Linked DNA regions of Sus scrofa: region 1 is linked to region 2. Evidence: chromatin contacts called from public Hi-C data. All regions are on one chromosome and are shown on one strand. The core of a region is the stretch at or near the end of the contact, and the rest is flanking DNA. Distances in the headings are between cores, read along the strand shown.

Region 1 (5,734 bases), core at 2,892-5,391, 170 kb after region 2:
TTTCAAAGTATAAAGAACCCTAAAAGTTCAAAGTCATTGGCAGTCAACAAAGAACAAGTGAGCAGAGCCAAGTGAGTGCTTTGCATTTTGGAAAAGCAGATTCCAAAAGTTCCCAAAAATCATGGCAGAGGGAGAAAGCAGAGAATTCATTGAGTCTTTAAAATAAATCTTTAAAAGAAAAGATGGAATATAATTCATCTTGGCACTGAGTGGGTCCTTTAAAATGTTTATGAATGAAAGAGTAAAGGTAGTTCAATGGGAAATCTTAAAAGCTAAGATATTGGAAGTGATTCTGATGAAAATAAGAAAGATGACATCCACAGAAATCCATGTGCCTGCACACATGTCCTGCAGTCCAGACTTAGCATGGCTATCATATCTTCCAGAAGATACTTTCTGATTTTCACAGTCTGGGTTTGGGATCCACATCTTTGTGCTCCTTGGCTGTGTAGAAATTCTTCGCCCACATTTGCAACTACTTGCTTACCTCTATGTATTCTGTACTAGTTCATGAGCTCCTTGAAGGCAGTTGCTGGATCATGGCTTGGGATTGCCACCATCAAGCACAAACCAGGACACTGTGGGTTGTCAATAGATATCCATTCACTGCAAGTGAATAAGTCAGTGGAGAAACATAAAAAGATGGAAGACAGATGTGTGGGGGAAGAGGTAAAAATGTAAAAGAAATAGGAAATGTGTTAGGTATCATGAGCATAAATATAAATTTAAAGCTTACACCAGCAAGAAGAGTTTTTGAGGAGGGAAATACATGGTAGGGTTAGGAGATGGAGATGTTTTTGACAAAAAAGAACAAAGTTGAGAAAGAAACACATACTAATGGGACAAAAAGTGCAATGTTAGACAAGGACAGAGAGAAAGCAGAGCAACTAAAATGTTATATCAAAGAGAAAGACATGTCAAACAAAAATCTCAGGAGTTCCCGTCGTGGCGCAGTGGTTAACGAATCCGACTAAGAACCATGAGGTTGCGGGTTCGGTCCCTGCCCTTGCTCAGTGGGTTAACGATCCGGCGTTGCCATGAGCTGTGGTGTAGGTTGCAGACGCAGCTCAGATCCCGCGTTGCTGTGGCTCTGGCGTAGGCCGGTGGCTACATCTCCGATTCAACCCCTAGCCTGGGAACCTCCATATGCCGCAGGAGCAGCCCAAGAAATAGCAACAACAACAACAAAAGACAAAAGACAAAAACAAACAAACAAACAAACAAAATCTCAAATGTTAATAGTAGTAGCAGGGAAGTAGGAAGCAGAGGCAAATCCAAATAGACTGTTAAGAAATCAAAGTGTACCTAGGTAATTTAAATCAGGGGTCATGTCCAGATCTAGGTGAATTTTATTCTTTGATTGGAATAATGTCCTCTGGAAATGACTTAGGAAGTAGTATTGGCAATGTTTAAAGAATATTGGAGAGAAATGCCAAAATACAACTGAAGAGTTTTATATCTTGGTGGAGAAAGTTCAGATTGCACTAGGTGATAATATGTATATTTACACCAATTGGCATCTGAAAATCAAAGGTAGATTTTATTGGATTGGGAACAACGTAGCACAAGGCTTGGTGACATGTTACAAGGCATTAAACTCCACTTTATCTTCTTTCCAATTTATCTTTCTGAAGTCAACAATTTGGATGAACAGAATTTTATGCTCTAATCAAACTTACAAAAATCATAAATCTGGACATACATGATGACATACCAAAGGCCAAGAGAACTCATCTGGTTAAACCCAATTGACTGAAGCTAACATAATGAAACATAACTAAAGATGAGTATAAAATTCTATATTTCAGTTCAGTGAATTGATAACTCATAAACCGAGGAAGATCCTATTGAACAGCAGTTCATATAAAAAAGACTTATGTTTTTAATTGGTTGAAAGTGCAGTATGACCAAAGAGCTGAAGGCAAAATAAATTCTATTCACTGTTTTGCCCTCAGACAGATAAAGACCTGTTCTATTGGATGTTGGATCTATACAATTGCAGAGGCCACTATGTACAGAGAAGAGATAAGGAATTTTAGCTCTTGGTCTCATTCCTCAGAATCTCCTCTTGCTTGGCCTGGAGTTGCTCCTCAAGGTGCTCCCTTGATTTTAGACCTGCAGGTCTCGGTCTGGTCTGCCAGCAGCTTCTTGCTGGGCTTGTCTGTTTTGGGGTTGTTTGTTTCACATTCAGGCTGTTGTATATTCAGCAGTGGTCTTATATTCATGGTATCTACTGAGCAGCCATGGCAGAATTCTCATCCAGGCTACCTTCTCAGCAACATTGAGTGTGGATAGTACATTTTGCACGCTATGTCCCCATGCTTGCCCTCAAGACAGGCCAAGGTGTTTTCCCAGCCTTCAGCCTGAGAATAGACAGTCACAGACTTCCAGATGATCGACCCATTTTAGATCAGCTTCCAAACCTACTGCTGGGAGTTGACAATGGTGATTTCACTGGTCAACTTTGGGTCCAACCAGACCTTTTTGGTGTGGTGAAAGATAGTGGAGGTGGGCCTCTTCTGAAGCCCCATGGCTGCAGTTCAGTTTTCAGTAAGCCATTTTCATGACCAGATCACAGGAAATAACTAGTTCTCTTGTAACTGCAATGACTCTGTTCTCAGGGTCCACCATTCAACACACATCTAACACTTCCCAAAGTAGCTGATTTGTGCTATATGGTAAGAAAGGTAAACAAAGACTTGGGAGCTTTTTGTTTAACATTTTTGTTATATTTGTATTTAATTCTGGTGCTACATTTTCAGATATTGGTGAACTATTGCATAACTGAATGAAGGATAGTTTCATTTATTTCAATATTTATGTTATAAAGTAATAGGATTTAGAAATGCTTAAATGTTGATGAAATGGATGGATAAAAATCCTTTACAACAACCCTGCAAAACAAGGTTCTTAGCTATGGGAAAAGCAAGATCTAAGAGAGGTTAAGTCACATACCTACAGTCATACAGCTAATTAGCAGCAAAGTGAATTTTGAACTCCTCTCCGTTTGACTCCAAAAATCCAGGCTTTTTCTAATGTGTCATTCATCCCACTGGATTCATATAAATGCTTTTTTTTCTGATTTATTTATGTAAGACTATGAAAAGACCTATAAGGATACAAATATTTAAAATACATTTAGTAATACTTATGGGCTCATATTGAAAAAATGAAAATATAGTATACAAAATATAGAATTTCATATTTTATAATATCAACATATTATAAAATAATATATCACACCAAATAATTCTGGGTACAGTATGATATATGAAATTTCTTCTCTAATTCTTCAGATATACCTATTATTTCTAAATTGTTCCCTATAGGCTGGAACTTTATTACATATAATTCTAGTAATAGTATATGAAATTATAGCCTTCAAAATAAATACAGTTTTTATATATGAACTCTAAGGAAAATAATAATCGTTTACTTTAATAGACTCAAGGAAATAGTAATAAACATGCATTGTGACTTCATATGATAATGGATATATAAACAAATATATTTCACAGAAAATAAAATGCACAAGCAATAAGAATACATTAGTACGCTAGACTGCATCCGCTTTAGACTACATCGTTTCTCTGGAGACATAATCACAAGTGTAGAAAACTTGTATCTCAAGTCACTGTAAAAGCCATTACCATAGCTTTAATTGACAAATGTTGGTTTGTTGTGGTTCACTTAAATGCATGTTTCAATGAAAAAAAAAAAAAAAGAATCCTACTTTTGTATATTCCCCTTGCCCACCAAAACAGCCTGGCCATCATCCAACAGAAGGGAAATTATGATCTCTAAAAGAGATTCGATTATATGAAATTGTTCTTCTTAAAATAAGAGCAGACAATTGCATGAACTTTTCAACACTGGTTTCAAACACACACACACACACACACACACACACACACACACACACACACACACACATCACCACCACCACCACTAAGAATAGCAACCCAAAACTTCTAAACAATGATCTGTGGTCTGGACAATTCTTGGTTTGCATCTTAAAGTGCTAGAACTCCTGGACTGCTGGGGAAAAATGCTTGGTATTTAGTGTGAAAGCCTTGGCTGTTTCTTAGAGGAACATGTGTTTGGTTTTGGATTTCAGCATTATATGATTCAGTGGCTAGAAACAGGACTGCTGAACTAAGAGCCAACATGAACATGTGTTTCAGCTGGGAGAGGGTCATGCAGGGATTAGTCTCAGGTGTTGGGAGAAGAGTTATGAAAGTGGGTGTCTGTGATCTGTGAAGTTCATTGGCAAAAGCTAAAATGCTGGCTGGAATGATGGGAATATGATCTTAAACAAAACTTGTAGGGACAAAAAGTATTTTAAAACATTCCTCAGGCCTTTGTTTTTTTCCCATGCCCTTTTCCTCTAAGAAATCTAGATTAATGGATAACATTTTATAATTTATTTTTATTTTTTAAAATAAAAATGTATTTTTAAAATTAAAAAAAAATTATTTTCCTATACTTTTATTATCTTCATTCTCACAAACTGGACCAGAATAGGAGACTTTAAATGAATAACATTATGAGCTGTATTGTTAAGAATGTATGCTTTACAAAAGGCAGCATGGGTTTGAATCCTGTTTTGCCACTTTATTTAATTGAGGCACTCTTCTAGGCCCTGGGAATGGAGCAGTAAACAAAACAGACAATTCCTGCCATAACAAACCACACCTAGTAGCTTCAGGACATTAACTACACTGTAACTCAGCTTCCTCCCCAGTGGGGGTTATAAAGGTACTTACTTCTTGGGCATGTTTCAAGCTTTAACTGAGTTGCTTTACATGAAATGCTTAGAACAGAGCAATGCCCATAGAAAACATTGAATAAATATTAGCTATTACAATAAGACTTTGTTGTGGTTAACTTGTTTTACTGCGAAGCATAACACACATACAAGCTCCTCTAGCCAAGCCTTTTCCTTAGGCTCTGCTTCGGGGGAATCCAAACTTTGACACAGCCCTTCATTGACTATGCATGTTCTACATATCTTCTCCCTCTCTGTGGCTTGCATTTTACTCTTATTTATTTATTTTTTTATTGTTATTTCCCCAATACATTTTTTTTCTACTGTACATCATGGTGACCCAGTTACACATACATGTATACATTCTTTTTTCTCCCATTAGCAAGTGACTAGACATAGTTTTCAGTGCTATACAGCAGGATCTCATTGCTAATCCATTCCAAAAGCAATAGTTAACTCCAAGCACCCAATCCATCCCACTCCCTCCCCCTCCCCCTTGCAACCACAAGTCTATTCTCCAAGTCCATGATTTTCTTTTCCATGGAAAGGTTCATTTGTGCCATATATTAGATTCCAAATATAAGGGATATCATATGGTATTTGTCTAGGCTCTTTTGATTAAAAGAAGTTCTTGATTTTCATTTAGATAAATTTCTCAATCTTAAGTATTTTTTGTGTCTTGGTCATGAAACCCTTCACTACCCCAAAATCAGAAAGATGTTCTTCTATATTCTCTTCCAAAAACTTAATTTTTAAACTCTGGTATTGAGAGTTGTAGCCCATCTGGAATTGATTCTGTGTGTGGTGAGTGGTAAGGGAAAATTTCTTACTTGTTTCATAGGGTATCTAGTTGGCTATGTTGGGAGAACAATGGCCCTGCAAAAATATCCTTGTCTTAGTCCCTGGAACCTCATAATATGTTAGCCTCCATGGCAAAGGGAACTATACAGATGTGACTCTGAGATG
Region 2 (6,296 bases), core at 3,429-5,928:
TGTATTTTTGTTTGTTTTTCAGACGTAGCCTTGGCCGCGGTGCTGGTCCCTGTGCTGGTCATGGTCCTCACCACTCTCATCCTCATACTGGTGTGTGCTTGGCACTGGAGAAACAGGTTAGAACAGAGCTGATTCACCTGCCTATCCTCGTGGGGATATTTCCAAATGTGAAATAGAAACTAAACATAGAAGATGAACTACAATTTCTTTGTGAGAGAGAGAGTTAAGATAGTCATTAGAATAAAAATATATACATTTCTCCTTTATTCCCATAAAAAATGAATAAGTTCAATTCCATAATCAGTTACTGAACACTTTTATTATATCAAATACTGCATTACACACCGGGCTAAACACATTAGTGAAACACATAATAGGTACGTAGTAATATTTACCAAAAGAATGAGGTGCAGTTCTCATCACCAGATTGTTTAGCAGGGCTGACTCTTATACTGTGGCTTGATGGTCTGTGTATGGAGTGCTAGGGACACAGATGCAAGTACCATGCGAGTTAGCTGAAAACTTCTTTTCAGGAGAGTGTAATCCTCAAATTTGGCATGTTTTGCCTTAAAGGAGGAGTTGGATTTGGCTAGAGGAAGGGAGGATGGTCTAGTCTGAGGGGATAGCTTGGATGAAGGTACAGGGATATGGACTGTAGGCAGAATCATGAGTCATCTCACTGGCATGGGGGAGCACTGAGAGAGAATCATCGAGATGCAGCATGTGCCTGGACCAGGAAGGGCTTTCTGGAGACAGAAATGTAGATTTCAGTCTATAGATGGGGAAATCACTGAGCAGTATCCAGCAGACAGGTGATATTATCAGATGATTGTAGGAGGAATGGCAGGAGTTTGAGTGGCTAGATTGAAGAGGAGTGAAAGACTAGAAGAGGCATCAAGATGAGTTAGGAAACTACTAAGGCCATGCAGCAACATAACAGCAGTTATACGGAAGGGAGAGAGGGATGGGGTGAGGTTTCCCACTGGGTCGGTTAGGGGCATGTGACTGGCTATTTGTTCAGAAAGGAGGAGGTTCTAGGGTTTTCTGAAGTTTCTGGCTTGTGCAATTAGACCAGTAAAGATGTCAGGAGTTGAGAGAAGGAGGGTCAGGTCTGGTGACTGGCAGTTTGGAGGGACTTAATTTTTAGCCATTCAACAAATATTTGAACTCCTACTCCCTGCCAAGTAAGTATTGAGCCATGTGCTGGGTGTCCAGTGGTGAACCCCAAAGTCTGTGGACCATCCACCATGGAACCTGTTTGCTCCAGGGCCCAGCAGGTAGGAATCACGGGATTGTAGATAGGTAAAACAGTAGCCAATATTCAATTCATGACTCACTCAGCTTATTACTCATAATTAGCACACAGCACAGGTTAATCAAAGTAGGGAAAGTGGGTGACAGACCACCCCTAGGAGATGCCTAGAAGGAAGCGTTTCAGCACCAGCAGTAGTTCTCTGTCCAGCCATGGGTCCTGTTATACATGTTGAGTGGGAAGTCCCTCTTATCTCCAAAGGTCCTCCAGCAGCATCCATCTGGAACAGCTCTCAGCCCCAAAAGTACCAGCCTCCAGAAAAAAGTGCTCAGGTCACTTGGCTCAGTGGCCTCCTTTTAAGGAGTAACTGTTACCCAGGGGAGGAGTCTCAACTGCTCTGTCTCAGTTGCTCTGTCTCAGTTGCTCAATTGCTCTGTCTGTTCCCTTGACGCATATGGCCCATCGGACTTCTTATCTAAGTAATATTCTGAGTTTATCACTTAAGTCACTGGCAGTCCTATAGCAGGTGTTTCAAAACAATTCATAGGGAAGTTTGCATGCGCCACTGAGACTCTATTTTGAACTATGTAACATGTCTTAACATCGCTTAAATCCTGTAAGTTTCACACAAGATGAGTAGGAATCACAACTCAAAAGAAACCACGTCTTAGGGAGTTCCTGTCATGGTTCAGTGGTTAACGAATCAGACTAGGAACCATGAGGTTGTGGCTTCGATCCCTGGCCTCGCTCAGTGGGTTAAGGATCCGGCGTTGCCATGACCTGTGGTGTAGGTCACAGACGTGGCTTGGAGCTGGCATTGCTGTGGCTCTGGTATAGGCCGGCAGCTACGGCTCCGATTAGACCCCTAGCCTGGGAACCTCCATATGCTGCAGGTGCAGCCCTAGAAAAGACAAAAAGACAAAAAGACAAAAAAAAAAAAAAAAAAAAAAAAAAAAAAAAAAAACAAGAAAGGGAAAAAAAAGAAACCACATCCTAACAGTATGTTCCAGGGGAGGGAAAAAGCTGGAGGAGTGCGTTGAGCCTGGGTTCTGGTGCTGGGGATGCTGTCTGTGCAGAACCAGAAACTTAGTTTGAGAGCAGGAGGGAGGGGCAGGGGGAAAGGGTTCTAGGAGAGTCCAGGAAAGAAGGGTCACCATGCTTGCAAGTAACTGGACAGCCACAATAATAGTGATGAGAATAGCAGCAGCAGCAAATTTTTATAAAGGGTAAAATTAAATGCTTATTTTACACATTATTCTAAATACCTTACATGTTTTAACTCATTTCTTTCTCAAAACAACCTGTGAAGCAGGTATTGTTATAAATTCCATTTTATAGAAGAAAGTGAGACCAAGAGAGCATAAGTAACTTTTCTGAGGTCCCCTGGTCAGCACAGAGTGGAGATTTGGTGCAGGCATCAGAAGCTGTGCCCTTAACCCAGAGGCTGCTACTGCTACCTCTGACCCATCTGTTGATCAAGTCCAATCCTCTGTGGGTAAAGCCCAGGGGTGTGGAGGTGAGGACTGGGAGTAGAGCTTTGATAGGGAGGCAGGAGGCACAACCTGAGACGAGTTTGGGAGAGTGTTCAAAGGACCCTGTGGACATTCAGACTCCTGAGAGGCACGTGGAATATGAGCCTATTAAGGACAGAAGGTCTGAGCTGCAGGCATGAAGTTACTTGTAAGAACACAGTAGATGAAATTGCTGATATGTGGCTTTGTGACAAGGAATAAAAGAAGTACCATTAAGGGGCCGTGGAAAATAGGAGAAAAGTAATAATAAAACAGCTGCATATGTTGAATCCCTGACCCATCCCAGGCATGGTTCTAAGTACTTCACATGTAATGAATAACCTAAAATAAAGCTTTGACACTGAGATGGAGCATATGAAATTCTTTATAATGCAGTCCCTGGATAGCTTCAGGACCTACTGTCTTTTCCACGAATTTTACATTATACCTTACTTCGAAATAATGAAGTAGTGTATTTTTAAAACGAGACAGCTTTTTGTATCGATAATAAAAACATAGTCTTACACTGGAAAAGAATGCTTCCAAGTAGGAAATGCACATAGCTCACGCTCTTTGAGAAAGCCACATTTGCAATCTTGATCAAATCACCTAACTGTCTTATCCTCATTGATAACAATAGATCAGCTTCTTTATCTTTAGCTCGCAGGGCATTATTTTCATTGGTTTTACATGCCAGCATCAGAAAATGTCCTTTTGTGTGCTTAGTTTTTTCTTTGTAAAAGGCTTTTGGTAGATAGCAATTAATGTTAGGAAGGGGTAAAGGTTTCTCCAGGGGAGGATATGTTGGAATTCTGAGGAGGAGGTGGGGAGAACCTTTGTTACTGCGCATGTGGCCCTTGGCCGCCAGGCATGGAAAATCCTGTTCTCATTATTAGTGAGAGCGTTGGCTTACCCTGTACAGGATGGAGGAATCAAGATTATGCAATTACCGTATTATGTGATACTTTAAACTTCTCTGGGGCAAAGGACTGTAGAAAAAACCAACATGTTAATAACAATGTAGAAGAAAATGTAGGGCTTTTTCTGTGAACTTTGTGAATCAACTAATTTGTGAAATTCATATTTGAAACTAAAATCTAACATGATTTCCCCATAGTAACCCACATGTCAGGGTTGGGCCTTGATTTGGTTCAGCCTTTTAATCTGCACACTTAGTCTTTTTTTAAATTCCTTTATCCATTTTTTTGTGGCAAATAGTTGGCTAATAAGATATCTCAGGAGATAGTTGTTTAATATTTATTGAGAGTCCAGAATTTATGAACTTCAGCAGTGGCAACTTTAAAAGTCAAATGAAAATGAAACCCCCCCAGGTAGATCAACAAGTAGAAATGTGTACTCTTGACTAATTATTAACTTTGGTGTTTATCCTGCAGTTTCAGAGTTTTCTTGCTAGTGAATTCATTCTATTTGCTATTTTTTTTTCTTGTATTTTTCCAGGAAGAAAAAAACTGAAGGCACATATGACTTACCTTATTGGGACCGAGCAGGTACTTCATGCATGGCTTTGCATCTCTTTCCATCAGAGGGAAGCCCCTGCCCTCCAGGTGGCAGTAGTGACAGAGGAGTGTCCTTTGCAGGCCCACGTGAACTCCCCAGTACTATTAGAAAAAGGGCATTCTTCTTCTGATTGTTTTTACTTTTCTCTAAATTCTCTTCTAGCTGATAAGTAATGAAATGAAACATAAGAATTTCCCATAACACATATTCTGTTCTTTTTCTTCTGGAGAATTTGTCTGGTTTGCCTCATGCATGTGTCTAGCTTGAGACCAGGTTTCTGTGTGGTGAACGTGAACACTGGGTAAGAAGCAGAGGATTGCGGTCCCAGTGACACAGTGTGTGTGTGTCACTCTGCTGTGGATATTTACCACGTGGAGTCCAGCAGTTTACGAGTCAGTGAAATCTTCCATGAGTTATATCTTATGAATTTCTACTCTGTGGTAGGTGGCAGGTTGCCACAGGTTACACTGGGGGCCTTCTCCAGGTCTTATCCTTCCCACTTCTCACTCCCAGAGTGACTAATAGGAGCCAGTCCACTGTGACTAAGGTTGAAAAGAGCTGTGGTGGGGACAGACCATCCCAGAGTTGATCTTGGGAAGAATTTTTGAACGTAATTAAATTTATTAAAAACCACTGCTGTAACAGACTGAATCTGGCTATACTATAGTAGTAGTGATTTGCCCTAGTATACACTTTTGATAGAGATTTCTATTGTGTTCTGCTTTGAACTGGATATTCTATCAAAGCAAAATACAGACTTGAACAACTTAAGGAACTAGAAAAAGAACAAATTAAACCCAAAGTTACTGGAAAGAAGGAAACAAAAGAAAACAGGAAAAAGCAGAAAACAGCAAGCGTCGGCAAGGATGTGGGGAAATTTAACCCTTGTGCACTGTTGGTGGGAATGTAAAATAGTACAGCTTCTGTGGGAAACAGAATTTTTTGGTGACTCCTCAAAAAATTGAAAATAGAATTGCCATATGATCCAGCAATTCCACTTCTAGGTATAGACCCAAAAGAATTGAAACAGAGATATTTTTATACCCATGTTCATAGCCACATTATTCACAATAGTTGAAAAATGGAAGCAACCTAAGTGTCCGTCAGCTACTGAATAGATAAGCAAAGTGTGGGATATACATAAAATGGAATATCAAGCCTTAAAAAAGAAGGGAATTCTGCAGTATACCACAGTGTGGATGTACCTTAAGCACATGCTAAGTGAAATAAATAAGCCAGTCACAAAAAGAAGAATATTATATGATTCCATTAGTACGAGGTACTTAGAATACTCAATTTTTTTTTTTTTTTTTTTGCTTTTTCACCCCGTACCCACAGCATATGGAGGTTCCCAGGCTAGGGGTCGAATTGGAGCTCACTGCCTGCCTAGGCCACAACACAGGAACACCAGATCCAAGCCATGTCTGCGACCTATACCACAGCTCACAGCAATGCCGGATCTTTAACCCACTGAACAAGGCCAGGGATCGAACCCCCAACCTTATCGTTCCTAGTCAGATTCATTTTCACTGTGCCAGGACAGGAACTCCAGAGTATTCAAAATTATAAACACAGAAAGTAGAATGGTGAGTTCCAGGGGCTGGCAAAAAAGAGAATCAGGAGTACTAGGTATGGATTTTAGTTCTACAAGAAGAAGAGAGTTATGAGATGGATGTTGGTGATGCCTGCACAACAGTATTAATATAGTTGATATCACTGAACTATTTGCTCATAAATGGTTAAGATAGATTTTATATCAGGTGTATTTTACCACAATAAAAAAAAAAAAGCTTGAACATAAAGGCTAGTTTGTGTAGACATTTGTTATAGAAATGGCTTAAACACAACCAGATTTCTCCCTTCATATACTATTGCTGTTTCAGACATAGCTTTTCATTAATTCTCTTTTGCTTATGATCACAATGAAGGCTGGTGGAAAGGAATGAAGCAGTTTCTCCCTGCCAGATCAGTGGAGCATGAGGAAACCCCAGTCCGCTACAGCAGTAGTGAAGTGA

Evidence for each region. Hi-C and Micro-C count contacts between places; a contact is called where the count stands out from the background.
Region 1: a contact with region 2 is called in a Hi-C map of embryonic fibroblasts, with 7 times the contacts expected there. The contact joins two enhancer-like sites. A contact is called at or near these places in 28 of 47 Hi-C or Micro-C datasets (adipocytes, alveolar macrophages, blood and 15 more) and 2 of 2 datasets of contacts at active chromatin or transcription factors (alveolar macrophages and skeletal muscle).

The regions. Positions count from the first base shown.
Region 1 is chr13:160,314,775-160,320,508 of Sscrofa11.1, forward strand. No RefSeq gene overlaps it. Among named protein-coding and RNA genes, the nearest start is that of CPOX, 15 kb to the right of the region's middle. Within about 2 kb of position 4,142, at least 6 of the 83 cell types and tissues checked have an H3K27ac peak or open chromatin away from gene starts, as enhancers often do. A contact at or near this core is called in embryonic fibroblasts, where this site is marked.
Region 2 is chr13:160,148,648-160,154,943 of Sscrofa11.1, forward strand. It overlaps DCBLD2 (discoidin, CUB and LCCL domain-containing protein 2), which reads left to right. Exons shown (of 16, transcript XM_021070662.1): 13 at 23-116; 14 at 4,222-4,271; 15 at 6,210-6,296. Among named protein-coding and RNA genes, the nearest start is that of ST3GAL6, 74 kb to the right of the region's middle. Within about 2 kb of position 4,679, at least 20 of the 83 cell types and tissues checked have an H3K27ac peak or open chromatin away from gene starts, as enhancers often do. A contact at or near this core is called in embryonic fibroblasts, where this site is marked.